Regions from separate parts of the Mus musculus genome. Here all the other regions are linked to region 1. Evidence: chromatin contacts called from public HiChIP or PLAC-seq, Micro-C and promoter capture Hi-C data. All regions are on one chromosome and are shown on one strand. Each heading gives the region's core, a stretch centred on a gene start, on an enhancer-like site or on the middle of the called end of the contact. The rest is flanking DNA. Distances are from core to core; before and after follow the strand shown.

What was found. Promoter capture Hi-C pulls out the DNA fragments that hold promoters and counts their contacts. A called contact is a pair of places that touch in the nucleus more often than the background predicts. HiChIP or PLAC-seq counts read pairs in DNA pulled down with a chosen protein or histone mark. Capture Hi-C pulls out chosen DNA fragments and counts their contacts.
Region 2: a promoter capture Hi-C map of pancreatic islet shows a contact between it and region 1. The contact joins the promoter of Pcgf6 here to the promoter of As3mt in region 1. A contact is called at or near these places in 7 of 39 promoter capture datasets (the 3T3-L1 cell line, the HPC-7 cell line, cranial neural crest and 3 more), 1 of 484 Hi-C or Micro-C datasets (bone marrow-derived macrophages), 3 of 115 datasets of contacts at active chromatin or transcription factors (epiblast stem cells, extraembryonic endoderm stem cells and pancreatic cancer cells) and 3 of 9 other capture datasets (adipose tissue, embryonic stem cells and pancreatic islet).
Region 3: a contact with region 1 is called in a Micro-C map of the G1E-ER4 cell line. The contact joins the promoter of 2310034G01Rik here to the promoter of As3mt in region 1. A contact is called at or near these places in 1 of 39 promoter capture datasets (pre-B cells), 1 of 484 Hi-C or Micro-C datasets (the G1E-ER4 cell line), 1 of 115 datasets of contacts at active chromatin or transcription factors (pancreatic cancer cells) and 1 of 9 other capture datasets (adipose tissue).
Region 4: an HNF4G HiChIP or PLAC-seq map of pancreatic cancer cells shows a contact between it and region 1. The contact joins the promoter of 4833438C02Rik here to the promoter of As3mt in region 1. A contact is called at or near these places in 2 of 115 datasets of contacts at active chromatin or transcription factors (memory CD8 T cells and pancreatic cancer cells).
Region 5: a contact with region 1 is called in a promoter capture Hi-C map of the HPC-7 cell line. The contact joins the promoter of Taf5 here to the promoter of As3mt in region 1. A contact is called at or near these places in 13 of 39 promoter capture datasets (the 3T3-L1 cell line, the C10 cell line, the HPC-7 cell line and 8 more), 3 of 115 datasets of contacts at active chromatin or transcription factors (embryonic midbrain, extraembryonic endoderm stem cells and pancreatic cancer cells) and 2 of 9 other capture datasets (adipose tissue and liver).

What each region holds. Positions count from the first base shown.
Region 1 is chr19:46,704,908-46,710,627 of GRCm38.p6, reverse strand. It overlaps As3mt (arsenite methyltransferase), which reads right to left and starts at 3,170. Exons shown (of 11, transcript NM_020577.3): 1 at 3,092-3,170; 2 at 2,829-2,872; 3 at 2,431-2,558; 4 at 1,510-1,660; 5 at 945-1,081. The coding sequence starts at 3,092.
Region 2 is chr19:47,047,449-47,053,030 of GRCm38.p6, reverse strand. Pcgf6 (polycomb group ring finger 6) reads left to right here and starts at 2,125. Exons shown (of 10, transcript NM_027654.3): 1 at 2,125-2,580; 2 at 3,942-4,041; 3 at 4,135-4,231; 4 at 4,868-4,923; 5 at 5,025-5,084. The coding sequence starts at 2,212.
Region 3 is chr19:46,346,714-46,351,865 of GRCm38.p6, reverse strand. 2310034G01Rik (RIKEN cDNA 2310034G01 gene) reads left to right here and starts at 2,878. Exons shown (of 1, transcript NR_040418.1): 1 at 2,878-3,665.
Region 4 is chr19:46,302,792-46,308,387 of GRCm38.p6, reverse strand. It overlaps 4833438C02Rik (RIKEN cDNA 4833438C02 gene), which reads left to right and starts at 2,759. Exons shown (of 3, transcript NR_152248.1): 1 at 2,759-3,026; 2 at 3,197-3,280; 3 at 3,538-4,803. Nfkb2 (nuclear factor of kappa light polypeptide gene enhancer in B cells 2, p49/p100) reads right to left here and starts at 2,693. Exons shown (of 22, transcript NM_019408.3): 1 at 2,364-2,693; 2 at 2,024-2,105; 3 at 1,862-1,902; 4 at 1,519-1,617; 5 at 1,295-1,446; 6 at 918-1,024; 7 at 670-828; 8 at 328-432; 9 at 130-215; 10 at 1-43. The coding sequence starts at 2,384.
Region 5 is chr19:47,066,435-47,071,950 of GRCm38.p6, reverse strand. Taf5 (TATA-box binding protein associated factor 5) reads right to left here and starts at 4,203. Exons shown (of 11, transcript NM_177342.3): 1 at 3,625-4,203; 2 at 733-970. The coding sequence starts at 4,186.

The sequences.
Region 1 (5,720 bases), core at 1,921-4,420:
ACATCCTGACAGTGAACAATGACGTCACTGGCCTTTGCTCTCATTTTATGGGTAACTCATTCTGCTTACCAGAAAAAGCACTGTAAAACTGAGCGGCGGAGGTGGTGGCACACACCTTTAAAGCTAGCATTTGGGAGGCCGAGGTAGGCATATCTCTGTGAGTTCCTGTCTAGTCTTGTCTACATCCTAAGTTCTAGGACAGCCAAGGCTACACAAAGAAACTCTGTCTAGAAATCCAAAATAAAATAAACAGTCTGCTAGGATCTTTCGATAACAACCTTGCACATCTTGAATGACTACCATCAGTCTGGATATCATCACCTCCTGTGTCTTAATTAATCTGATGTTCTGTTCCTCGGGCCTGACGGCCATAGGTTGGCTATTTTGTGTATATCACTCAGTGTGCAGGAAGCTCTATCATCAAAGTCTGGGTAAGTACCTGTTGATGTTCACACAAGTAGGAAATCCTCCACTACAAATGTCTTACAACAGGACTCTGTAGTTTCAAAACCCACCGTTACAGACAAGAGAGGAGCGTGTTATGGGAGCACATGCTGTGGCCTGGTTGGTTTGGGGAGCTCACTGGCTTTAGTTTGGCAGGCAGGAATGTTGACCCGGCAATGTGACATTTTCTTCTACTAAACTCACACCAAGAAATGCGCGATTGAGTGACCAAAAAAAAAAAAAAATCTGACAATATTTTAAGATTATGCTTTTGTGCTGGAGTGTATCCATAACTATCTTTGGCCAAGTGGTTCTGCCAGAGGCTGCACAAGCCTGCCAATGTTGTTAATAGACTAGAGCTACCTCATCACAGATCCTTCCTTTATGAAGACAAGCTACGTTTAGTTTAAATCCCTAAAGCAACTCAATCAAAAAGTAGTAACATATACATGCTAAAATTGAAACAGGGTTTACTAATAACGGAAAGGCTGTCGCCCTACATGACAATATCATAGCTCTCACTCTGGATCCCAGCCTCTGCCAACTTCTCGATGCGGCCGTGGAGAAAAGTCACATTGGGTGCCTGGAAACCAAATTTTTCCATGTGGTGTTCAAGATAGGTTTTAGCCACTTCGACCTAGAGAAAGAAAAATATGGGTGTGGTAATCGGCGCTTTAGTTCTGAAAACTGTGCCATCGCTAACACGGTAGGCTGTTTGAGCCCTGGGTTATTCTGGACAGACATGCAAGATTTTTCGAGATGCATAAGATATGCAGCAGCCTGGGACAGAAGCTCCCAACCACGTAATCTCGCTTGAGTGTTATCCCATGACAAATCTTTCTGGACAGAGGATGGAGGCAGAAGAGAAAGTGCCACTGTTGTCACAAGCTCATCTACCAGGTTAGACCTCTGTCAGTGTCTCTAACTTCTAGGTCACTGGAATCAGAAATGAAAGCAACAGAAACCCAGCTTCTCAAATTACCATGAAGAAAAGGGGGAAGCAATTTCAAGGCTCAGGGAACGACCCAGAGGAACCTCTCCTTTTCCTCCAAACCTTTGCCTTACCTGGACCTCAGTCATGTCTATTCCGGTGACATGTCCCTTCTCACCAACCAGCTGGCTAAGCACATAGCAATCCCTGCCACTCCCACTACCCAGATCCAAAATTCGGCAGTTTTCCAGCCGCTCAGGAACAGTCAGACCACAGCCATAATACCTGAGGGATGGAAATGACGTCTTTCAAAAACAGAGACTAGAAAGTTCTCAGACGCTAAATCTACACTTCCTCCACGTCTTCCTCAGCCATCCATACGTCTGTCTCGTCTCTCTCACTCAACAGGGCCACGTCTGCCCTAGCAGCATTGTAGGCACCGTGCAAGGTAGCAAGACTTAAACCATCTAAACTAGCGGTTGAATAATAAATCTATCTAAGGCTGCTGAACAATTCAAACTCGGGACCTGAGGACAAGGATTCTGGCCCTCACGTGCACACACTGTAACGTGGGAGGTAAAAACTACAGTTTAGAAACCCCTTTCTATGACTGGCATTGAGTGCCACCAGGAGTTAGGGGCTGTAGTAGTCAGGAGAAGGCTTCATGACCCCAGTAGGACTTCAGTGGGGTGGAGAGGCAAGGGGTAAGGTACCCTCTTTGATAACTGCTCTCTGGGTGGGCAATACTGTATCAGAGAAGGGCAACGTCAGAAGGAGCCACGGCTGATTAGAATGTGTGGGCCCATCTATTAACCAACTTGAATGTCTATCTGGGGCCAGGGAACTTGAATGTCTCCTGCAATGGGCAAGGATGCAGGACATCGATGAGGGGTCCTCGGCGGAAGAGCAAGAAGTTCGGTGCCAAGCCTTGTGGGTATCATCACAGTAGTTAGGGCAAGCAGGATGTCCAGCAGAGATGGTTAAATTTCCCATAGTGGTCACTATGGGAAAATTGGTAGTCTGGAGGCTTCCAGGGGACAACACACACACTCTACCTCGAACTAACGTCTTCGTGTACATTCTGCAGACTTTCCCGGATGTAGCTGGGGACCGGCTTGGCTCGCGTGACACAAGCATTAGTCTGGAGGTCTGCAGATGTCTTCAGTACATTCCCATAGTAGTTCTGACTCAGCAGCCACGGAAGAGAAGCCAGGAGGAAGAGGATTGACGTTAACTGTTTGCAGAGCTCCAGGGCTCCACTACACTCCTAATTACAGAAAATTACAGCCCACTGGCCTTTGCTCAAGGCAAAAATCTAACCCCACTCCTTGGCCTGCTGCGGGCGTGGTTTGGCCTGGCTTCCCCCAGAGTGCTCCGCGCCAGCAGAAGCTGCTTATTGGCAGGACTTCTATAGGACCAGCGAGCCCACATAGCCATTCCCTAGGACCCTCACCTGAACGTCCTTGTGGATCTCATCAGCGTCTCGGGAAGCAGCCACTGACAAATGGGAGAACAGAGGTTAAATGCGGTCACCACACAGAGAACGACAGGGCTGAAGCCAAGATGGAGGGCGAGCAGGACACGGCGGGGGGGTGGGGGGGACCCGCAGCCTGCTGGGCTACCCAGAGTTGGGGGTAGGGTGGGAAGCGCTGTGAGCCCGTGGGAAGGCAGAGGTCAGAGGGGACTGGCCAGAAGACAGGAGGGACAGGCACTCACTGACTCACGATCTCCACGTCCAGGATTCCCTGTCCAGGATTCCCCTCAGCCCGGCTTTCGAAGAGATCGCCGAGGCCACGCCCCCTGGCCGACCTTCAACCCCACAGCCCTGCAAGACCCTACGGAAGCCTCTTAGCTATACACACCCCTGGAGTCTGTCACCTTGGTGGCTTTGAGTCCTTGTGTCCAAGAGAATGGTTTTATTGGTTAACGTCCTCCTTTACTGATTCACTGAGTTTCATTTGTAAATCTTGTGTGTGCCTGTGCCTTAGGTAAACACCCATATCTATTTTCCTCCTTCTGGAATGAAACCATCGGCCTGGCCCTCAATCTGTCTCATAAGGTTGTTCATTGAGATATCACTTAGGCCAGTGATATTCACCTTTCCTTAGCGCACAGTTCTGTGAATTCAGACAAACGTGCACATGACAGCCACCAGGTGTTAATTCCAGCACTCCAGGAGACAGACAGGTGACCGAAGCTGGCAGAACATCCAGTTCGAGGCTGACCTGACCTACAGATCGAGTTCAAGGTCAGCCAGGACAAACAAACTGACAAAACACACCACCACCACCCAAACCCAAAAACCTCCCAAAGAAACAAAAAGCTATTCTGTTCCCACATGTCTGTCTTTTTACATTGTTTTGTGGGTGCATATGACCACGGTGCCCATGTGTGGAGACAGGTGACTCCCACAAGTTAGCTCTGTCCTCTACACTGAGTTCTGAGAATCCAGCATCAAGCTTGTGTGGAGAAATGCTTTTAGCTTTTACAGCTAAGGTCTCTATTCCTGCACTTCTTCGCATGTCTTACTTGCTTTGTGGTTGAAGCAAACATTGTCATTCGCCAAGATAAGGAAGGCTACCTTATCTTGGTCTACATGAAAGGATGTCTAAATAAAAAGTGGACTTCTTTGAAAGTATCCTGTTTCCAATCCCATTGATCAATACAAAAAAAAAAAAAATCCATCAAGAAAGTTTCCAAATTTCCTGCTAATTGTTATTGGAAGTCAATCAGGTGACAGAGAGATGGCTCAGTGGATAAAGGTGATCATCACCAAGGCTGAAGACTTGATTTCCAACCCTGAAATCCCCATGAAAGGCAACTCCTGCAGACTGTCCTCTGATCTCCACACACAGACCACAGCATGAGCACATACATGCATAAATAAATGTAATGTTACAAATGAGCCAGGGGCTTGAATGGCATGGCAGATAGCTCAGTGGCTAAGAGCACTGGCTGCTCTTCCAGAGGACTGGGCATCTGGCACGCACACACTGGCACCCATTCAGGCAAAACACCAATGCAGATAAAGTAAGAATAAGTCTTTTTTTTTTTTTTTAAACACTGGCAATTGTTGTTGGGATGTTTTTAAAATAGGAGATGTGGGTTTTTTTTTTAATGACCATTTTTATCAGCAGCAAGTTTTAGACTCGTAGAACAGTTCTCCAGAGACACAATTTTCAAAGTGTTCTCCCTGTAGAGTGAGCCCTTCCAACCATGCAGTTCCTTCCTCCTTGTTGCCTCGGGCAGAGGATGCACTCACCAGCGCTGCTCTCGCTCAGAAGACTCACTTGATAACCACATCCACAGAACCACAGTGAGCCACCCACTATCACCTCTAGCTACTGCCACTCTGCCTTCACACTGAGCTGATTTTGAATTGGACGCTGACCAGCAATCATTCTGACTAGTCAGTGCCACGGTTTGAGTTTTGGTTTTTGGCTTTTGGGGTGCTTCCTAGTGGTCAAGATTGAACCTTGGGGCTCTCGCTCTCTTGCTTACTCCCTTCCTCTCTTCCCTCTCTGTCTCTTTTCGCCCCATTCCCCTCCCCCACCTCTCTGCTCACTCATGGCCAGCCTCTCCTCCTCCTCCTCCTCCCTGTCCTCTTCCTCCTCTTCTTTCTCTCCCCCCCCCCCGCCTTTCTCTGTCTCTACTACCCCCTCAACTCCCTTCCCCATGCCCTAAATAAACCCTATTCTATACTAAGAAAAAAAATTGCCCCTTGGGTCTCATTTATGCTAGGGAACTAAGCTGCACTAAACTGCACATAGAGTTCCTGTGTTCTGTGTGTCATCTCTGCTGAAGAGCGGGCTTTCTACTTAAGCTCTTCTATCAAACTGTATCTAAAAACATTAGCTTTCTCGTCGTTGTTTTTGGTTTTTTGAGACAGGGTTTCTCTGTGAAGCCCTGGCTGTCCTAGAACTTGCTCTTTAGACCGGGCTAACCTTGAACTCAAGAGATCTGCCTTCCTCTGCCTCTGGAGTGCTGGGATTAAAAGCATACACCACTACCACCCAGTGCAAAGTTGATTTTGTAAGGAGGTGGAAAAGTTGAGAAAGGATCTTCATGCTAAGCTGGTCTCAAACTCACGATGTAGCCAAGGCTGACTTTAAACTACAGGTCTTCCTGCCTTCACCTCCCAGCAGCTAGAATTTCAGGTGCGCATGCGCACTACCTCCTCCTCCTCCTCTTCTTCTTCCTTCTCCTTCTTCCTTCTTCTCCTTCTTCTTTTCTTCTTCTCCTCCTTCCTCCTCCTCCTCTTCTTCCTTCTCCTTCTCCTTCTTCTTCTCTTCTTTTTCTTCTCCTTCCTCCTCCTCCTCTTCTTCTTCCTTCTCCTTCTCCTTCT
Region 2 (5,582 bases), core at 876-3,375, 340 kb before region 1:
TTTTATTTAGCTCTTTTATCCTGATTTTATCCAGTCTGTATTTTCTTTTGTCATTTGGCGTGTTAGAGACAAGAGTGGGAAGGCAGTTTGTGCCTGTGATCCCGGCACTCGAGAGGCTGATGCCCTCAGAAGATTCCTGTAGTGTATGTCGGGGCGTCTCTGTAGTGCCAGGAGTTTGAGCCGTAAGTCTTCATGTGTCATTTGAGTGAAGCAGCAGAGAGCTCAGTCCAGGACCAGAAGTGGATATCTTTCAAACCTGCCTGTAGTTATCACCACTTCTGGCTAGGTCACACAAGCCAGAGGTTTCATAACTCCCAAACAGGACCACCAGTTGGGGACCACGTGTTCAAACACAAACCTGTGGAGGGACATCCATATTCAAACCATAGCATGTTCCTCTCAGTCCCCATAGGTTCCTGGGTTATCTCATAATGGAAAAATGTGTTTAGTCCAACTTTCGGGAGCCTCTACATCTTTTCTTGTTTGTTTTATTTTTACTTGTTTATTTTTAAAGATTTTATTTATTTATTTATTATATGTAAGTACACTGTAGTTGTCTTCAGATCTCATTAAGGATGGTTGTGAGCCACCATGTGGTTCCTGGGATTTGAACTCAGGACCTCTGGAAGAGCAGTCAGTGCTCTTAACCGCTGAGCCATCTCTCCAGCCCCTGTTTTATTTTTTAAAGATTTTTGTTTTGTTTTGTTTTTGTTTTTCAAGACAGGGTTTCTCTGTGTAGCCCTGGCTGTCCTGGAACTCACTCTGTAGACCAGGTTGGCCTTGAATTCAGAAATCAGCCTGCCTATGCCTCCTGAGTGCTGGGATTAAAGGCATGTGTCACCACGCCCGGCCTTTTTTAAAGATTTATTTACTTTATATACACAGTAGCTGTCTTCAGACACACCCGAAGAGGGCTTAGGATCCCATTACAGATGGTTGTGAACCACCATGTGGTTGCTAGGATTTGAACTCATGCCCTCTGGAAGAGCAGTCAGTGCTCTTAACTGCTGAGCCATCTTTCCAGCCAGCCCTGGGTTTGTTTGTTTGTTTGTTTGTTTTAGACAGTGTTTCTCTGTTATGCTCTGGCTATCCTGGAACTCACTCTGTAGACTGGCCTAGGACTCAAGAGATTTGCCCGTTTCTGCCTCAGTGCTGGGATTAAAGGTTCCTTTACCACTTGGCTCCAATTGAAAACTATATTTTATTTATTTTTCATTTTTATGTGTAGCATGTTTTGCTTGCATATATGTATGTTCACCATTTGCATCCCTGGTGCCCAGAGAGGACAAAAGACAGCATCTGGAACTAGATGGTTGTGAACAGCCATTTGGGTGCTTGGAAGAGGGGTTCTTCTTAAAGGGCCTCTCTGCACGAGCATCGAAGTGCTCTTAACAGCTGGAGCCATCTTTCCAGCTCAAGACACCTCCACGTTTAACTGTCTCAATAGTGTTCAAAAGTCCAAAGACACCCTTCAGTGGGTAAGGTCTGGAACTTTTCTCTTCCTTTTGGAGACAGGGGTGTTGGAGTGCTGCCCAGGTGGGTCTCAAATTCCTTGGCTCTAACATTCTGCCTACTCAAGGCTGAAATTAATAAGTAGGTAACCATACTTGGCTTATGTGGTTATTCTTATCAAAGCTGTCCTCTAACTTTTCCCCCTCATTTCTCAGAAATCATTTCGCGAATCAGTTCTCTCCCTCTAACATGGGTATTGAACTCAGGTCGTCACACTTGGAGGCAAATTTTTTACCTGCTGAGCCAGCTTAGGGTTTTTGTTTGTTTGTTTGGTGAGACAAGGTCTTACTAAGTAGATAGATGCCATTAACCATGGACGGAAAACCACAATTAGTCCTCAAAATGAAACCATCACTCCTAATTCAAGAACACATGGCATCTAGAGTTCAATGTTCCATGAATAAACTGGTGCAAGTAAAATACTGAAACTGTAGCATTTTAGACTCTCCTGAACAGCACACTGCAGGCTTCGACCGCGAAAACCGGTGAGCTTCCTTCAAGGCGTGGCCCACACGCCCCGCCCCAACCTGAGCAGCTCCGCCTCACCTAGGTAGCCTAGGTGAACCACACTTCCCAGCGGCCTCTGCGGAGCGCCGGCGCCTGCGCACTGGTACGAAAGGGGGCTCGTGCTCAACTCGCGCGCTAGCCGTCCGACTCGCCTTGCCTCGCTCTCAACTCGCCAGATTTCTGATCCCCGCCATGGACGAGGCTGAGACGGACGCCACGGAAAACAAGCGCGCCTCTGAGGCCAAGCGAGCCTCAGCCATGCCGCCACCGCCACCGCCTCCGCCTCCCATCTCTCCGCCCGCCCTCATCCCGGCACCCGCGGCCGGCGAGGAGGGCCCGGCGTCCCTGGGCCAGGCGGGCGCTGCCGGCTGCTCTCGCTCTCGGCCCCCGGCGTTGGAGCCCGAGCGCAGCCTGGGCCGCTTGAGAGGCCGCTTCGAGGACTACGATGAAGAGTTGGAAGAGGAGGAGGAGATGGAGGAGGAAGAAGAGGAGGAGGAAGAGATGAGCCACTTCTCTCTGCGTCTGGAGTCCGGACGGGCAGACTCCGAGGACGAGGAGGAGGTATCGACGACCCTGCCAGACCTGGCTGCGCTCGAGCGGCCTCTGGGACCCAGCGGGGCGCAGACCTGTGGTTGCCGTTGTCGCTGGAGCTCGCGGCGCTTGTGTAGCGCTCCATCCCCGCCCACCCAGGCGTGGCCTCTCTCCGGCTTCATTTATTTTGTGGAGTCCTTGCAGATCATTTAGGGCACTCTGGGTCCCGTTTTTTTGTTTGTTTTTGTTTTTGTTTTTTTTACATTCTGTAAAAGTCTTTGCGTAACGTGGAGGGAGTTAGATGTCTAAGGCTACTGGCAGGTGTACTCTTTTTTTTCTGCAGGATGTTGAGAGGGTTTGGGACCCCTCCCCCATTAAAAATAAATAACAAATGTGTGAAGAAAGGCATCCCGGGGATAGGGTGTAGGCCAGTTGATACAGTGTATCTCTGCCCTGCAGGACGCTCGGAGTTCGAGTCACAGCACTGTCTACACTGGATGTGGTAGTAGACACTTGTTACTACCAACATTCGTGAGGCAGAGGCAGCAAGTTCAAAGTCATCCTTGGTAATGTGGGGAGACCAGGCAGGTTTAAGGGCTTTTTGTAAACCAACAAAAGAACAGGTGCCTTTCACTGTTAGTTTCCTATATGTCAGAGAACTGGGACCGCTTAGATACAGTGTTTTCTTTAGATTGGATATTTTGAAGGGTTGGAGTGCAATTAAGTTACACTGCTTATAATGAAATCTTGGGATCATGGCTTAACTTGTTTTGAAATGAGACCTTGTAGTGTTGGCTTTGGACTGGGTTTGATGTTGTGATTTTAAAAAGATAAAGGGGTATTAATATATGTTCTATGGGGGTGTGGCGAGGTGTGGGGGAAGGGGGTGCCCCAGCGGGCCCATGCCAAGGCATCCCTTACCCCTGAGGGACCAGCCACACGACGATATAGTATAGAATAGAGTTTATTCAGGGCATGGGGAGGGAAGTTAAGAGGGTAGTAGAGGCAGAGAGAGAGAGACAGAGTAGAGAAGTGGAGGAGGGCCATGACCACGTGTAGAGAGGGCGGGAAGGGAATGGGGAGAGAGATGGAGCAAGGGAGGGAAGAGGCAAGGGAGAGAAGCAGGAGTAAGAGGAGGGGGCAAGCAGTCCCTTTTATAGTGGGCCAAACCTACCTAGCTGTTGCCAGGTAACTGTGGGGAGGAGCATACCTGGCTGTTGCCAAGTAACTGTGGGGGTGGAGTCCAGACCCTACCAACACTCTTGGGCTCAGATGTCACAGCTGACTTGTGTAAGTTGGAATATAGGCATTAGACTTCCTACTTGCAGCTAGCTTCTGAATTTGAGAAGGGAAAGGCTTGTATCCTAAAATGGTTACTGTTGCACTTACAGCGCCTGATAAACCTTGTCGAGCTGACCCCCTACATCCTGTGTTCGATTTGCAAAGGTTACCTGATAGATGCAACCACCATTACAGAGTGTCTTCATACCTGTAAGCACATAGTTCGCATTTCCGAATGGTGTTTTAAAAATGTGAAGATGTCTGTAAACCATCCTAAATTAAACATTTTTTCTCTTTCACTAGTTTGTAAAAGCTGCATTGTGAGACATTTTTACTATAGTAACAGATGCCCAAAATGCAACATAGTTGTCCACCAGACTCAGCCTCTTTATAATATAAGGTAAGAATATACACACTTAAAATGTATCCACATTTAAAATCATTGTTGCCAGTGTTTTTTGTTTTTTTTTTTTTTCTGAAATCTTGACATTGTGCAGTTGGGGGTAAATCCTTTGAATGCTATCAAAACGAGAAGGAAGGGAACTGCACAAGAAGTGTGTGTGGAGCACTTACTGTGTATCAGGCACAGACGGCTAGATCTGCTGGAGACTTTAAAAGCAAAACTCAGTGTGTAGACCATGCTGGCTTTAACCTCAGATCCACATGCCTCTGCGTCCCGAGTCTGGGATTAAAGGCGTGTGCAGCACAGCACCTAGCTTCAGCAGTCTGTTTGTTTTAACTTTTATGTGTGCATGTGTACCACATGTGTACTTGGGGCTTTTGGAGTCACAGGAGATGGTTGGATTCTCTGGAACTGAGAGTCACAGATGGTCTTCTGGAAGAGCAGCCAATGCTCGTCTCCGTCTCTGCAGCTGAGATGGAACGCAGCAATTAAAATGCAGTCCGGCATCAAGTTCACGTTCTTACCAAGCATGCAAGACCAAGGAGCAATGCTCCTAAGAGAAAATAGTGAATTCATTTTGTACCTAAATTCTTTTTTGGATTCTGAGATATTCTCCATTCTTCTTTTTATTAGGTTGGACCGGCAGTTACAAGACATAGTATACAAATTAGTGATCAATCTAGAGGAAAGTAAGTTTCTTTTATTTCATAGTTGTGAATCCCAAAGTCTCTGTCTCTGTTAGTTACATCGTAAGTGTAGTAATTTAGTCTGTGTTTTATCATTTTTTTAGGAGAAAAAAAGCAAATGCATGACTTCTATAAAGAAAGAGGTCTAGAAGTCCCCAAGCCTGGTAAGTTTGGATGTGTTCTGCATTCACAGATTAAAGAACAAACTGTTGTTGAGGTGCTGTCCTCATTCCTGTCCTGTCACAAGTAGACCTAGTGGAGGCCACTCGGGCTAGAAGAGGTTTAGTTAGCTCACAGCTCAGGTTACATCACCCTACAGGGAAAGCCGGGGAGTGAGGGAGAACCAGTACCAAGAGACGGCACTTGCTGCCTGCTCATACAGTTGTCTCTCTCATACAGTCTAAGACTCAAACCCAGGGGATGCCACCGCCCACTTTTGGGGTGGGTCCTCCCAGGCTTGCTCTCGTCCCTCCTTAAGACCCTTCCCTGGTGATTCTTGGTTAAGTCAATTGGAATGAAAATGAAAACAACCATCACGGGTGCTTTGAAGGTAATGCTGCAGGGTAACCCAAGTAACATTTTGTAAGAACTAAGAGGACTGACTGGGTGTAGTAGTTCAAGCCTGTGAGCTCAGCACTCAGGAACCTGAGTCTGGAGGATTG
Region 3 (5,152 bases), core at 1,629-4,128, 360 kb after region 1:
AAGAAAATAAATCTTCAAATGGGGCTGGAGAGATAGCTCAGTAACTGAGAGTACTTGCTGCAGGAAGAACTCAGTTCTCAGCACCCACATCAAGTGGCTCACATCTGACTGAAACTCCAGCTGTAGGGGCATTAGACCCTCTGGCCTCCAGGACACACATCCATGCACACAAACAGAGAGACAGGGAGAGACAGAGACAGGGAGAGAGACAGAGATGGGGAGAGAGAGAAAGAGAGAGACAGAGAGAGATGTCTGAACAGAAGTAGAGTAGAACAAGAAGGTCTGAACAGAAGTATGTATATACACATATAGACACACAAACTAAAAAGAAGAAATCATAGAGCTGCAGGCCACCCAGCACTGCACCACTAGACGCCGTCTCCAGAGGTGAGGAAGAACACAGGACAGCCGGCTCATCAATGAAGAGCACACAGCCTGTTCTTCCAGAGGACCCATGTTCAATTCCCAGTACCCATGTGACAGCTTACAACCATCCATCTATAACTGCAGTCCTAGGGGACTGAACCCCTCCCTTTTCTGACCTCTGAGGGCTCCTGCACACACCTAGTGGACAGACATACACTCAGGCACACACACATACACATGAAATTAAGTTAACTGTTTTGAAAAGACGAAAGTGTAGCATTTCTAGAATCGGGATGAAGAAATACCACCCCACAGCTTGATCCTTCATTGTACCTAAAAACTCCCCAGACCAGAGAAGCATGAAGGCACCAATGTAACACATAGGCTCTTTGCCTTCTCAGTTCTGGCTTGAGCTGGGTCTGGGGTGAGCCTGTTCACCAACCAGGTAAGACTAGATTCCTTGAGGAAGTACAAACAGGTAGAAAGGATGACCAGTCCTGATGGGGTGAGATGAACTCATGGGTAATCCTGGATATTTCTCGGGTGCTGGTTAGAGGGCAAAGTTACAAACATTATGTCCTTTTGGTGGTATATAAACTGAAAGCCCAAGGGTGTAAGACAAACCTAACAGTTGTGGGAAACTGGAAGTCTGAAATGGGTCCCACTGGCTAACCAGGAAGGTGTTGGCTGGACTCAGTTCCCCTCTGCAGCTTCTGTGGTTTAATCTATTGCCTCATGCTTTCCGATTTCCAGACACTGCCTGTACTCCTTGCTCTCGGTACTCCCTCCATCTCTAAAGCCAAGTGGTGAGTGGTGTTTCCTGGATGGCATCAGTAGGACTCTGGACCTCTTTCATGTTTGAAGTAATTACACTGGTTTTATGTCACCCAGAATGCTCTTTTAACGACTCGATAGTCATTTTATCCCTAAGTTTGCTTCCAGGAATCTGTGCACTGCATATGTGTAGGAGCCCTCGGAGATCAGACCCCCCCCTGAAAGTGGAGTTGCAGGCGGCTGGAGAGTCACCATGTAGGTAACCGCAGGGACCTGATTAGAAATCGTTGGGAAGTGTTCAGTATTCTAGGGAGTGCCATCTGTGAGCTCAGGCAGTTGAAGCTGTGGACAGACTGGTGGCTCCAAGCCAGCTCAAGGTGTTTCTCTCTGCCTAGTAACAGGGAGGTGTGGCTCGGGCTGGGCATGGAAGGGGAAAACAGCACTGAAAAGCAGTGGGAAGAAGCTTTATTCTGGACGGTTCTGCCTCTCCCAAAGACTGGAGAACAATCCCATGAGGCTGAAGGAGGCAAGTGAATGGATGGTTACAAGGGGAAAGATAACAAGGGCTGGGGGCTCAGAAGCCTGGAGAGCAACTGTGTCGTGCCATACATATATATATGAAGCCAGGGATATGTTTGGGAGAGGAGCGGTATGGTGGGCCCATGCTATGGCATCCCTTCCCCCAGAGGTACCAGCCATATATAGAGCATGGGGAGGGGAGTTGAGGGAGATAAAGGCGGGGGGGGGGAGAGATGGGGAGAGGGAGGAATGGGGAGAGGGAGAGGGGAATGGGAAGAGATCCACAGAGCCAGCAAGACAGTGAGGAGAGGGGCAAGCAGTCCCTTTTATAATGAGTCAGGCATACCTGGCTGTTGCCAGGTAACTGTGGGGCGGAGCCTAAAAGGAATGCGAACAGATTGTTAGGGTCTCCTGTAGCCCAGGCTGTTCTGAAACAGGATGACCTGAAGGCCTGGTCTTGCTGCCTCTACTCTAGGAGTCATGGGATTACAGGCAGGATCTACCACACCCGCTTATGTGGTGCTGGGGACCGAACACAGGTGTTTGTGCATGTCTGTTTCTGTATTGACAGACCTACATCCCCGGCCCGGGAATATCTGATGAGGAGGAGGGGAGCAGAACCCCTGACCCAGGAAAGGTTTCTCAAAGCCATCAGGCAGTCACACGAAACTCAGGCAAGAGCTGGGGGACCAGTGACACGTGCTTATTATGAATTATATATCCATACCCATCCATCACAGGTCTGGACCCAGTAAAAATGCCCGCCATCTGAGTTCTAGGTCATGTATTCTTACGTCTGCCTGCCGCCCAGGGAGGGCGTCTGGCCTCGGCTGCAGACTCTCACCTACACCTACCTGCCCGCCCCTCTGCTGCTGCCACCTATCCAGACCCACAACTTCTGCAGCCGGCCGGTGGGCCTGAGCACGGCCCCGCGAGAACTCCACTGCTTCCATGGTGCAGGCGCGGCCCTGGCCTCTTCCACGCTGCCCTGGTGGGCCTTCCCACCGCCGGATGCCGCGGCCCCCGGCTCGTCGTTCCCCGCCTCCGCCGTGTCCGCGCCATCCCAGCCCGGGCGCGACGCTGCGTGGCCGGAGGGCAGCAGCCTGCAGCTGCAACTGCGCTGGGGCCGCGTGGAGCGCATGCGGGGTCCGCCCCTACCGCTGCCGGACGCCGTGCGCCGCGACTTGCGGCGCGTCTACGGCACCTACCCACGCACCGACGTGCGCGTCACCAAGCGCGGCGGCCAGTTCTTGGTGCGGGCTGTGCCGCGTGTGGGCGAGCCCGAATACAAGGTGGCCCGGCACGTAATGCGCAAGCCAGCCAGTGGCGACGATGGGGACAGCGGGGACAGCCCGGCCGCTCCGGAGGCGGTGCAGCGTGGCCGCCTCAAGAAAAAGCAAGGACCAAGATGAGCATCTCAGCGCGCCTGCGAGTCTGTCGATCCCCGCTCGCCGTCCCTGCTTTTGATTTCCCTGGAGTTATTGCTGAACCGTGCTGGGAGAGAAAGGTGTTCGGTCCAGAGGGTCTTGAAGCGAAAGCAGCATCTCTCTCCCTTCTTAGCCCTCCGTGTGGGTCCCACTCGCCTTTTTCTCTCCCTTGCACCACAACTCCCCTCTTTACAAAGCTGAGGGAGCCAAGCAATTCCCAGCTTGGAAACGGAAGTAAATAAATGAGCGACGTCCAGCATCCAATACAAGATAAAGAAGCGGGCATTTTGCCATCTGTGTGATTAAAGTCTTTACTCTGTATGTAGCCTGACCCCTGGGCCTGCTCTTAAGCAGCAGCTCTACAGTATGCAGTGGACAATCTTCTAGAATCGCCTGCCTGGACTTACTATCCAAACGTCATCTGAAGGCCTATGATAGTTCTGGAGTGTGGGAAATGTCTCCTGTAAGCTAGGTTTAGAGCTAGTTCTGACATTTTTCTAGCCGTGTGTCGTCCTTAGCCTTTCTGAACCCCTTAGCTATCACATCTGTAAAACACATAAAGTTAGGTGTTCAAAGGAATGTCATTCGTTTTCGTTCTTTTGTTTTTTCCAGACAGGGTTTCTCTCTCTACCCCTGGCTGTCCTGGAACTAACTCTCTAGACCAGGCTGTCTTTTTTTTTTTTTTTTTTTTTTTTTTTTTTTGGTTTTTTCGAGACAGGGTTTCTCTGTGTAGCCCTAACTGTCCTGGAACTCACTGTGTGGACCTGGCTGGCCTCGAACTCAGAAATCTGCCTGCCTCTGCCTCCCAAGTGCTGGGATTAAAGGTGTGCACCACCATGCTTAGCCTTTATTCCCAGTTTATGTTAAATCTTTAATTAATTAATTTTCAGATAAAGGTCTTGCTATTTTACTGACTGACCTCAAACTGGTTGCAATACTCCTGCCCGAGCCTGTTGTGCCAGAAAGCATTCACGAACTCCCAAAGACCACCTAGGAGCCGTTTCTGATGTAATAGCACTTGGGGCTCTTATCTCTTTATTACAAGCTTGGGCTTGGGTTCTCCCCCAACCCAACCCTTACAGCAGGACAGGAAGAGAAGGCAGAGCAGCCTGGAACCCTCAGCAGGACAAGGTTTTATAGGAAATGGGAGTAGGTGAGAGTGTCCCAAACCTGGCAATATCTAACTGAATGTCTATTGTAAGCTGACAGGTGGGTGTTCTGAAACAAGACCAAAGGTCTGAAAGTACATTTGAAATAATCATATTAATCTTTGGTTAACTGTTGCTAAGAAGTAGCTAGGGAGCGGTAACTCTGGGGTATGGGCTAAGGACAAGCTGTGGGGTCCTTCCTGGTACTTGGGAGTAGCTTGGGTTCTGCTGTAGGTCAAGTTCTCAGGCTTTTTTTTTTTTTTTCTTTAAGATGGAGGCCAGTCCCAAGATGGAGTAGGTTTGCCCTCTCAAGCCTACAGGGGTCATACATGGGTATCACATCTGACTAGTCTTTTTTTTTTTTTTTTCCATAAATACAGCTGAAATTTTCAGTATTTCAATGTAGTGTTGTTGATGGGCTTAGTAGAGCATCCCTTAACCCTAGGACTTGGGAATCAGAGTTAGGAGGGAGGATACAGAGCCAGACCCTGTGTGTGTGTGTGTGTGTGTGTGTGTGTGTGTGTACGATTTTACATTTTGTAATATTTTGTAATGCTTAAGTGTTGATTTAATTAGTTAATATACCCCCCTTCATCTCACCACTCTCTGCATGTGTGTGCATGTTCCTTTGTGCACAGGTACACACCACCAGCATTGACCTTATTAAGATTTAATTTTATGTTAAATGGTAATGACACACGTCTTTAATCCCAGCACTCAGGAGGCAAAGACAGCAGATCTCTGTGAGTTCCAGGCTAGCCTGGTCTACAGAGCAAGTTTCAGGGCAGAGAAACCCTGCCTGGAGAAATAAACAAACAAACAAAAATAATTAATGTTTTTATTTTTAATGATATGTTTGTGTGTCTGTGGATTGTGTGTGCACGTGAGTGTAGATTGTAGGTGTCTGAGGATGCCTAA
Region 4 (5,596 bases), core at 1,510-4,009, 400 kb after region 1:
TCTTCATCTTGTGATAGGGCGGTGTCCGGAACACAATGGCATACTGGGGTGGAGGATGGGAGAGCAACATGGTGTCAGTAAGGTTTCTTCGTAGTTCTGTCTCCAGGACAGGCCCTAGTCCCTCAGTACCTGTTTATGAACGTCTGTGGGAGAGAAGTCCCCAAAGGCTTGCCATCCATTCTCATCATCCTCATAGAACCGAACCTCAATGTCGTCTACAGAGAAAAGTGCGGCTTAGCCACAGGGAGAGCCTGCAGCCCCGCTGCATGGATCCCGAAATTACCCTTACAGCCAGCGTTTCCAGCTCCCAGAGGGCTTCTGCCTCACCTTTTTGCACCTTATCACAGAGCAAATAAACTTCGTCTCCACCGCGCACGGAACCCGCTGTCTTGTCCATTCGGGAGATCTTCAGGTTCGAGGCCCCTGGAGACTCTATAAGGTGGGGGATGGGTTAGGGACACATTGATGGGATCGGAGGCTCGGTGGGGTCATTATCAAACTTCAGGAAATGCAGTATTCACATTTACCACTCAGAAGCAACACTCAGATGTTCTGACTACCGAGCACTCACCACCCCACACGTGGCAGGGCCAGGTTCAGACCCATAGCTGGAAGGTATCTCAAGCGCTCTTTTGGGAATGCATGCTTGGCCCCCTGCAGAATACTCACTGCTGTCATGGATGGGCTGGGAGATCACAGGCTTCAGGGGCAAGGAGAAGGAGCCATCGCTAGCTCGAAGGAAAGCTGAGAAGCGCAGCCGTACAATGCTCAGATCCATGACTTTCTTCAGCTCCTTGGCCTCCTGCTCTAGCTCCCGCCGCTCAGCCTCTGGATGGACAATGTGGGTGGTGTGAGCTCTGGGCTGCTCTTCCCGGCTCCTCTAGGAACACCTCTCGGAACACCTTTTGTTACCATACCTGTAAGGCCCTGAGGCTTGGAGCGGAGACGCTGCCTCTGAAGTTTCTGGATCATAATCTCCATCATGTTCTTCTTGGTTACATGCAGGACACCCAGATTATTAAATCTGGAGAGGACAAGGAGGAGGCTTTGTCCTCTTTGACCATGAGGCTCTTTCCTCCTGAGGCACCTCCACCCCCACGCTCCACCCCCCATGGTCAGGCTCATCCTGGCTCTGTTCTCCAAGGAAACTGCTCTTTATAGTTGAGCTCTGAGGTTCCTGGGCCAAAGTAAATCTTCCCACTTTGTGTGCTAGTCACACAGGTGGCCTGAGATGAGACCTAAGGCTGGCAGGCAATGAGCATCCCACTGGGGGCCAGGGGCCAGGGCCACCTACTGAGCAGTCATGTCCTTGGGTCCTACAGACACAGCGCACACTCCCAACTCTGAACACTGCTTGCCCACCAGACTGTGGGCATGCGCACGAGGTGGGTCACTGTGTGTCACCAGGTCCACCTCAATCTTGGCCGGTCCCTCATAGTTACAGATCTGAGAATGGCAAAGGATAGTCAGTAGTTGCCCCATACACCATCCCTACCCTCCGGTGTCATCTGAGCTCACCTTGACAGTAGGATAGGTCTTCCGGCCCTTCTCACTGGAGGCACCTGGCAAACCTCCATGGGAGGGGCCTTCACAGCCATATCGAAATCTGAAGCCTCGCTGAAGGTTCCATAGCAGAGACATTGTGATCAGGAGAGGCAACCCCCCCCCCCCCCCCGTCATCCCCACAAGGCAACCACTAGCCATCACTGACCACAGTGACCAAAAGTGTACCTCCTTCTCATAAGCCCCCAACATATCAGCAGCAAGCTATTTAATCTGATCAGTAGGTATAACTACCCTCCCCCCCCCCGCCCCACCTTTTCCCCAAAGGTGAAGCCACCACTCTCTGTCACTCACTCACCTGTTTGGGCTGTTCCACAATCACCAGATAGGGGCCATCAGCTGGAAATAGAGGGGCCTTGCTGAGCCAGGATCTCTGAGACCATCCCTCAGTGGGGCCTCCAGGGGACATGCTCACTCTCCTCTAGGTTCTGAGATACTGCGAGGCCAAAGACTTACTGACCTGTCTCAGGGGCTGGATCCTTAGGCTCCACGATGGAGGGGCTGAATTCAAAATCATCATATTCGGGGATGCCATCCAGGCCCTGCGTTATAGACAGAGAAGGTGGCAGCTGAATCAAGGGTCCCCCCAACCACCCCCTCCCAAGCCCTCTGCAGTCACTCCCTGGACTCCTCCTCAAGCTATGAGGAAGCTCATTTCTGGGCAGGGTTTGCAGACAGCACAGACTGGCAGACTAAGACAATTTGAAGACAGTGCAGAAGTAGGGGAGTGGAGGAGCGTCCAATTGACAAGCAGACACAGAGGGCACCCGCCGCCCTCAGGGTCAGGCAGTGTGACTCACTGGATCGTAGCAATTGTCCATATCTCTGGGCTAGGCCCTGCTGTGTCTTGCGGCTTCGGGCCCCGGTTCAGCTTTCCAGAGTTTCGGACGCCCGCCTAAGGTGAAGAGAGGCGTGGGAGGGGGAAGAGTGAAAGATATCAGGATAGGGGTGGGCAGGGGGAGAGGGATGGGTAGGGGAGGGGGGCTCAGATCTGGGGGAGGGTCCGATCTCCTCCAGCCGCCCGTCCGGGCGTGGCGGGTAAGATCCGGTGGAGGTCGAGATCCGGAGCGGGGCTGGCCCGGGAAAGGGGCAGAAAGTTAGTGCTGCTTAGGAAAGTCCCGAAAATACCAGGGGGAGGCGGAGCCGGAGGGGGCGGGCCTGGAAATGACGCCGGGGCCACGCCCCCGCAGCGGGAGGGGCGGGAGGCCCAGGCGGTTCCTGGTTCCCGGGCAGCCTCTGTAGCCCCTGGGGCTCAGTCGGGGCCTAGCCGCCTCGCCCCCTCTCCGCAGCCTGGAGCAAACTTGGGATTTTCAGCCAGCGTGGAGGACACGGCTGATTCACCCAGGGGCTTTTGTGGGGACATTCCTGCCGTCGGAGGCCCCTTTTCCGAATGGCCCGTAGGCGGGGGTTCTTCCAGTGGGGCCTCCGGGGCTCTGACCAGAGAATATGATTCGGGCCTCAGGGTGTGTGTGGGGGGGAGGAGTTTCCCCCTCCACGGTCTCTAGCGATTCCGTCTTAGCTTCCCGGATTCTCCCGCTGCACCTGCTCCCGGTGGCCGGTCAAACGGGAGCATCCCGCCCTCCCTGGCGACTCCAATCCCAAAGCCAGTGTAACGCGCATGTGTCCGTTGCAGGAATATGCGTTTCAGCCCTAATGTCTTGTGTGCCGGGTGAGTGGTGGCATCATGGCACGTGCAAGTGAACGTTCATCCACACAGGTGAGTCCTTGTACTGCCCAGTGTGGGCACACGTCCGTGCACGTCTGGATGTCCGTGCGCAGGCGCCGGTGCACGGGTGCGCTGTGAGTGCGTGTGCGGGGCTCACACCGGCCGGCTGTGCACAGGCAAGCTAAGGGCAGGCAGACGTGTCGCTGATGTGTAGCAAAGTGTCCTGTTCCTGTGCGCGCTCACTGGAGGTGGCGTCCAGCCCCAGCCTGTCATCTAAAGTCCTCCTTCCCTCCCTCTCCATTCCCTAGACACTCAGGGATCTGAACCCGGCCACTCACCGTGGTGGCGGCTCTGGTTCCGACTTCTTTCCGAGCCCTTCCCCGGACCGGTCGTTGCTCCTCTCCAGCCAAAGGGCTCCAGCCGGGAAAGCCCCTTTCGGCCCCCCGAGGGGGGGAATTCCCGTGACGATCCCGTGCGTCACTCCCCATGCCCTTTTTTATTGGTTGAAAGTTTAACTCCAGGACTCTTGTAGCCAACCCGGAGCAACGCAGGCGCGCCCCTTTCGGGGAAGGCTCGCCCAGGACTGGCCGCGGGGTGTCACCCAGCTCCAGTTCTGCTAGGGACCAGCGAGGCGGGACGACGGACCCAGCGCAGGGCGCGGCTCAGATCTCTGCACTCTTCCAGGCTTGCCCGGGACCGTTACGGAGTCCAGTGGGCCACTTGGCTCTTGCTGTGCCCAGAGGTTGGCTATCTCTGAGACACAGGAAACCGGGTCAGTCCCAACACTCCAGTAACCCTCCCAGAGAGGGACCTCCTAGCTGGGAAGGGGAAGAGGAAGGAGTCAGATCTTGCGGTCAGCTCCAGATCGCCATCTAGCGGCCTTTCTGGAGCCGCAAGGAAACTCTGGGGTCAACTGTCTTAGTTTCCGGGCTTCAGGAAGAGACAACTGATGTTTATTCTGTAAGTGGCGGGTTCACAAGGGCCAAGGCTTTTAGGATGACTCGTTGGAGAATCAATGTGCTGGGGGAAGAAAAGAAGAAGGAAGAGAAGAAAGATGTTTGCCTGGGAGTCTTAGGCCTCGTTCATCCACCACAGATGTCCCAACTATTTGACTTGAAAGGCATCCAACTGGGCGTGGCGAAATTCACCTGCAGTCCCAGCTTTCTTGAAACCAAGACAGATCCTAAGTTTCACACCACCCTGTCTCAACACACATGCACGCAAATCTGTCCAAAGTGCCTTTCAAACTTCCTCTTCTGTGGAAAATTGCCAGCGGTGTGCTTTGCATGGGTGAGGGCCAGCTGTTACCATCATAAAGTGGGTGGGAGGCTCTGGAGACCTCTCAGCGCCGAAGCACTCCTGCTCTTCCTGCATCCAGGAAGATTCTTCCAGGATCCACGTGGGACGGCTCACAAGTGTCCGAAACGATCACACCAGGGTCCCCTGGCTCTCTCCTCGCCTTCTGGGAGACCGAATTCAGGTGCACACCCTTCAATTCTTGACTACTCATCCCCCAAACCCCAAACCCACGTGGTGACAAATAAGAAATAAAATCATTTTAGAAAGTCTCCCTGAAAATGACATTTCGCTGCCTTCCCCCTGCATACCTCCACTGACAAGGTCAGGACAAGAGTCGCTGCCATGGGCTCTTTCTGGGCCTCTAAGTCAGCTTTCTCTGTAGGGGCTGTGTGCAGTGCATCTCTGTTCCTGAATCCTCCTCCCTTGGGTCTGGAGTGCAGCACAGGCTCTCCCTGGACTCTCCCACAACTGGCCCTGTTGTTTAGGAGGTGACTATAGACTGGTACTAGCACCAGGGGAAGGGAAAGGCATTCCTTCTTATCTCCCACCCTTATACTAAATGCTTTGACAGGAAGCACTTCAGTTTTTTGTTTTTGTTTTTGTTTTTGTTTTTTTAATTTAGGCTAGCTGCATAGATTACAGGTTGGGCCTGAAAACCCAAACCCTCCCAACTGAAACTATCCATTTGTTTCTGATTAGGGGTGCCAACTGTGTTCCCCTTAAGCTGTTGGTGAAGCTAAGGCTGGAAGAGGCCTAACACAACCAAACACATAGCTAGGAAGGAGAGAGAAAAGACACTCTCCTGATTCTGAGAGGACACTCCTCTTCCTGAACTAAATGGGAGTAAGCCAACCTTCCCTTTCCCAGTGGCTGTCCCAAGCCATTGTCATGAGGCACTGCCAGCGGGGTTCTCAAATCCAGCTATGCCATCCATACACTTCCTTCAGATTCTTTTAAAAAGGGGTTTAATTTTTTTTTGAGACAGGTCTTTCTTCATAAGCTTCAGCTCTACATCTGGGTAGATGCCCATGGGCTCTAACCCGTCTGTGGCTGCCCACTACCCAGCCA
Region 5 (5,516 bases), core at 2,954-5,453, 360 kb before region 1:
GACAGACATCTCGGGGAAGATCGCAGGAAAGATGGCATTTCCTACATTTGTCGCTAGGGATGGTCACTGATAAAAAGTTAGAAAAAGAAGTGTGAGCATCTCCCAGGAACGTGTGCCTTTCTTGCTGACTAGAACAGCGTTTGGACTGCTGTCCAACAGAGGACCAGCTTGTGCCTGGAAGAGAAGCTCCTGACAAGAACACTGGCCGATGACTGAGGACTTAGCTATCAGCCCTAAAACTGACGTTTTACTTAAGCCTCTTGTTTGCGTTGTTAGTCATCTTCTAATCTAATCCTAACACAGTTCCTACTGCTCTCAGAATCCAGTTTTTATTCATAATCATTGAGTTTTTCAGTGACTCTCAATCAAATCTAGTCTTATCCAGTGTAAGTCCCTATTATTCCTATGACACAGATCCTCAACGCAGTGCAAGAACCTGCCTGCTGCTCCCAACTGAACGCTGTACCACAGCCCTGCACATTACTGGCCTCAGCTGCTATGGGCTTCTTTCCGTCTCTGTAGTTACAGGTATGCTCTTCTCCTCCACTGGCTAATTCCTAGCAGCCCTTCCTCAGTTCTCGTTTCAGGACTGTTTCCTCTGGAGGATCAATCCTGCCTGTGTGTCAGGTTCATGCTGCCCAAGGCACCTGTCCTTCTGATTTACATTTGTGTGGTTACAGATGTGTGTGCTTATACATACATAGATAGATAAAGACGTTAAGATTCACATACTTCTCAAAGAATGATTTTGCTTCATTTTCATGTTGATTATAAACTAGCTCCAAGTACATATGTACAAACAGAGGATAAAAGAGTTGGGATAACTCTGCTCGATGGCAGTCCAGAGAACATTCAATGAAGTGTTTCAGTCCACTGTAGTATTCTTCATACATTGTAGGGTCTCCTTGTTGGTTGTAGGCCGACAAGACAGCACTGACGTCTGGCTGGTCTTCCACAGCTACACTTGCAACTGTTTAAAAAATGAATGACAACTTTTAAGAAAATGATCTAATTGCACCAAGCAGATGAGGTTTTGCTAAGGCCCCAGGGACGACTGTTTCTCAGAATTGTCCCTGTCCTCTCTACTTCTCTTCCGCAACACAACCACGCATCTTTTCCTTTTTTAGTTTTGTATTACATTTGCTTATTTTGTGTATATGTGTGGCTGTGATGAGGCTAGCAGGCAGACAAGCCATAATAGTTATATGGAGGGCAGAGGACACAGTCAGTAGACAGTTCTCTCCTTCCATGATGGAGGTTTCCAGGACCTATCTCAGTTTGTCAAGCTTGGTGGCAAGTACCTTTACCTGCAAGCTCACAGTCACAAAACCTTTTAATACGACTCAGAATGTTTTTGAGTAGCCCAAGTCAAAACTCGTTCAGTTTGACTTTATCTTACATTTTTAAATCAATAACAAGAACAGTCAACATTTTTTCCTGGAATTGTGTTATTCTAAAGACAAAATGTGCATACAGGATTGGGAATGTGCAAAAGACTTGTCTAGCATGCACAGGCCCGAGGTTGAACTCCCAACACCACCAAATAAATAAATAAATGGATGTGCAAAGGTACCAGTTATGTTAATCTTCTCTTAAGGCTCAGTGCAAACAGCATACATCACACTCCAGTGCCTTGTATATAAATCCTGTACCATCAGTCCTGTGATACCCTCATGTTCAACATCAATCACCTTATATAAAATATCAGCATCTCAGGGGAAAGGGGAACATTTGTTATAGCTCTGGAATATAAAAGGCTACAACTCAACTGCATGTACTGAAAGCAAGTTCTATAACCAATCACTGCAAGGTAGAAAGCCTGAGTATTTGTTTGCAGTATAGCAATACAAAACAATAATGCTTTTTTAAAAATCAAATTAGAGTTTGGATGTTGAAAATTTTGGCAAACTACAGTTATAGTGTTATATCCTGTTATGTTCTTTAAAAAGTGATTATACTACTCTTTATTGAGAAAATTATAATTAAGGTTATAATTTTGTAGTCATTCTCATGGTCTCTTTTTCTCCTTGGTTTCTTGAGTATGATCTAAAAGAATAAGTCAAGTTTCTTGACAGATGAGAGATATTAGAAAAATAGTATAATAATATAAATTGTTACTATACAGTCACAAAATTTAGCATATAGAAAAGACCCTCCTCAGTTACATTTTCCACATATTTTTACTTATCACCCCCTTCCCCCATTACTATATTTAGCTGGGGATGGCTTTCTCACAGTAATTCTCCTTCCTGCCTCAGCATCCCAAGTGCTGGCATTATAAACAAGACACAGTTCTATTTATGGATCACAGTGTCATGTGTTCAAACTCCCTGTCTGGCAATGCTCTCACTGAAACAGATTAACATGTCTAGAACCACTAACCTGGATAACTTAATTCAATAGTTACTGATCTCCTGAGTTTAATTTTTTTAAAGATTTATTTATTATTATACATAAGTACTCCATAGCTGTCTTCAGACACCAGAAGAGGGAATCAGATCTCATTACAGATGGTTGTGAGCCACCATGTGGTTGCTGGGATTTGAACTCAGGACCTTCGGAAGAGCAGTCGGTGCTCTTAACCACTGAGCCATCTCTCCAGCCCCGAGTTTAAAATTTTTAAGTTTGGTGTATATTAAAGACAAGTTTCAGGTAGCTGGGACTCTCCTTCCACCGTGTCGGTTCTGAGGACCCAACTCAGGGGATCATACATGGCAGCAAGCGTCTTCATCCGAAAGTGTTTTACGATATGGATTTGTGACAAGTTTCTGGGAGAAACGTGGACATGGGTTGTCAGTAACTGGAGTCAGGAACTAAACTTTCAGAACTAGGCACATTACTCATTACATCTTAGACTCGTAATAACTTACTTAGTAAAAAGGCAAAATAAAATAAAATAACCCCCCCAAAAAAAAACCTTTAACTGACATCACACAAGAAAAAGCAACAGAGACAAAAAGGTCTGCCCCACTCCTGCCCGTAGACTTAAGAGTTTTCAAAAGCTCTGCAAGGCAGATTCCCAGACTCTGCCCTTACAGAGTTTAATAAGCCTTAAGTGATGCTCAGAAATCCTCTAAAACACTTAACACCAGCGGTTCTCAGCCCACATTCTAAGAAACACTTACAACCTCCACTCTGGAGGTGTTATCCAAAGCAAGCCCTTCCGGCTTTGCTCAAAAAGTCCGTTGTCTCGTCTCAAAAGGAGAGATGAGAACTATACAGTTGTGAAAAATCAAGACACGGAAAGTACCTGCTGTACAATAGTAGTATGGGAATGTGACAGTACGATACTCGTGTTCACGCGAACCCAATCCTAGGTTCCTAAGTCTAAGTAAGAGCAGAAACCCCGAAACCCCTAAGGTTCCCCTCTTCTGTCAATCCCCGGTCCCTGGCGCCTCCCTCGACTCCACAGCCCTGCTGCTCAGCCTCTGGCTGGAACTGACAGCTCAGAAGAGGGTTTGACTGCGCAGCCGGCGCAGGAGCGAAAGGGGCGGGCGTGTGGCCCTAGAGGCGGGCCCAGGAAATTCAAAACAAGCCCGCAGAGGTGCAGGCCCGCCAGCCCTCGCCTTCCCGGCTAGCTCCCCTTCCAGCCGGCGCTCCTCAGCCCGGGAGCCCGAGACTCACCCTTTCCCGGAGCCGCAGGACCTGAGGCTGAACCCGAGAACACCGAGGTCACCGAGGCGCCCGTCCCCGGAGGCTCGGGGGCCGCAGAGCCGGGAACTGAAGCGGTGACCCGGCTGAGAAGCGCGCTGGCCGCCTCCGCGCCGGCCCCGTCCAACTCTCCCGGAGCTCCGGAGCCCGCCACCGCCTCCTCCAGCAGCCGGGCCTCCCGGCGCAGCGCCTCTTCGGCCTCGCGGAGGTTGCTCTGCCGGAGGAATTGCAGCACGGCCAGGAGGGTCTGTCGGTCGTGGGGAGCGCCGGCCTCCGCCGGAGCGGCGGGCACCGGGGCCGCCCCCGCCGGGGCAGCGGCGGAGACAGCCACCCCAGGCTTGGGGGTCCCGCCGTCCCCGCCGGCCGCCGCTGCCACTGCCACATTCCCGCCGCCGCCGCCGTTGGGGCCGTTGTTGGGAGTGCCGCCGCTCCCCTCGCCTGCGCCGTCGCCAGCCTGCGGAGGTAGCAGCGTCGGCGGTCCCTCAGGCTCTAGCTTGACCGCCACCTCCGTCTGCTCCTCCGCCAGCGCCGCCATCTTGCGGCTGAGCCACCTCGCGCCGTCAAGCGTGACTGCGTTTTCGCCACATGGAGGGCGGGGGTAGGGCGTTTCACGACAGCCGGGGCAGGCCATTTACGGCAGTGGGAGGAGCTAGCGAGGAGAAAAGGCACGAGAAAGAGCTACTTTCAAAACCGAGCGAAAGGCAGGCAGGAAGTGGGAGTTGCTTACCGTCAGTCTCTATTGCATTTGCCTGCTAATTACCGTTTATTGCATTCAGGCGATGAGATAGCCGTTTTATATTATACGAGCTCTTTTAATTCAACAAGTTTAAAGGTGCTAATCCCTGGAGTCTTTACAGACGGCTTAACCAGAATCCAAAGAGGTTAAATACCATGCTAAAATCACACGCGAAGAAAACGATTCACGCCCAGGTATTTAATTCAAAAGCACATAGCATTTATCAGAAAGAGGCCTCCTAGTTACTGGAAAGGCTCTCTGATGCTGTGGGCTGAGCAGTGGTTACTTTTTCAGTTTTTCTTTCTTTCTTTTTTTTTTTTTTTTTTTGGTTTGGTTTGTTTTTTCGAGACAGGGTTTCTCTATAGAGCCCTGGCTGTTCTGGAACTCACTTTGTAGACCAGGCTGGCCTCGAACTCAGAAATCCGCTGAGTGCTGCGATTAAAGGCGTGCGCCACCACGCCCGGCTCTTTTTCACTTTTTATTCCTGTAAAAATCTAGCTTTGTGAACTTTACAGTATATGTTATATCGTTTATTTTTTTTAAAAAAGCCTTTAAGCTGGATGTAGTTTCTAAAAATAAATTTAAGCCGAAGATAGAGGTCACAGGATCGCCTCAGCAAGTTCTAGATCAGTCAGGGCTACACTGTCTCCGGAGACCTTGTCTCCAACAAGAACAAGAACAACAAAACCAAAACCAACAACAAAATCAACTATAAAGTTAAAGAGAAAAAAAAGTTAATTTCTTCTCATTCCTTGTTACCAAATAAACCATTTCTGTCCTAAGGAAAAAATTTTTTTTCCTTTTTAAAGAAAAGATTAAGGCAGGGTCTTATGCACGCAGGCTGGCCTTGAACCTGCTGTGAAGTTAAGGGGGACCTTGAATTTCTGGTCCTCCTGCCTTCACCTTCCAAGTGTAGGGGTCCAGCTAAAAAGTTTTTATATAGACGTTTTTATGACTAAAATGTTTCTACTGTGTATTAATTACCCATTGTTACTATTTTGTTGTTGTTTGGGGCAGTACTAGGAAGTGAACCTCACCCTGCCTCTTGAATCCTAGGCAGTGTTCTGCTGCTGGGCTACAACAGCAGCCCTTACTTGGAAGGAGATGGGAAGAAGGTGTCTGACTTGGG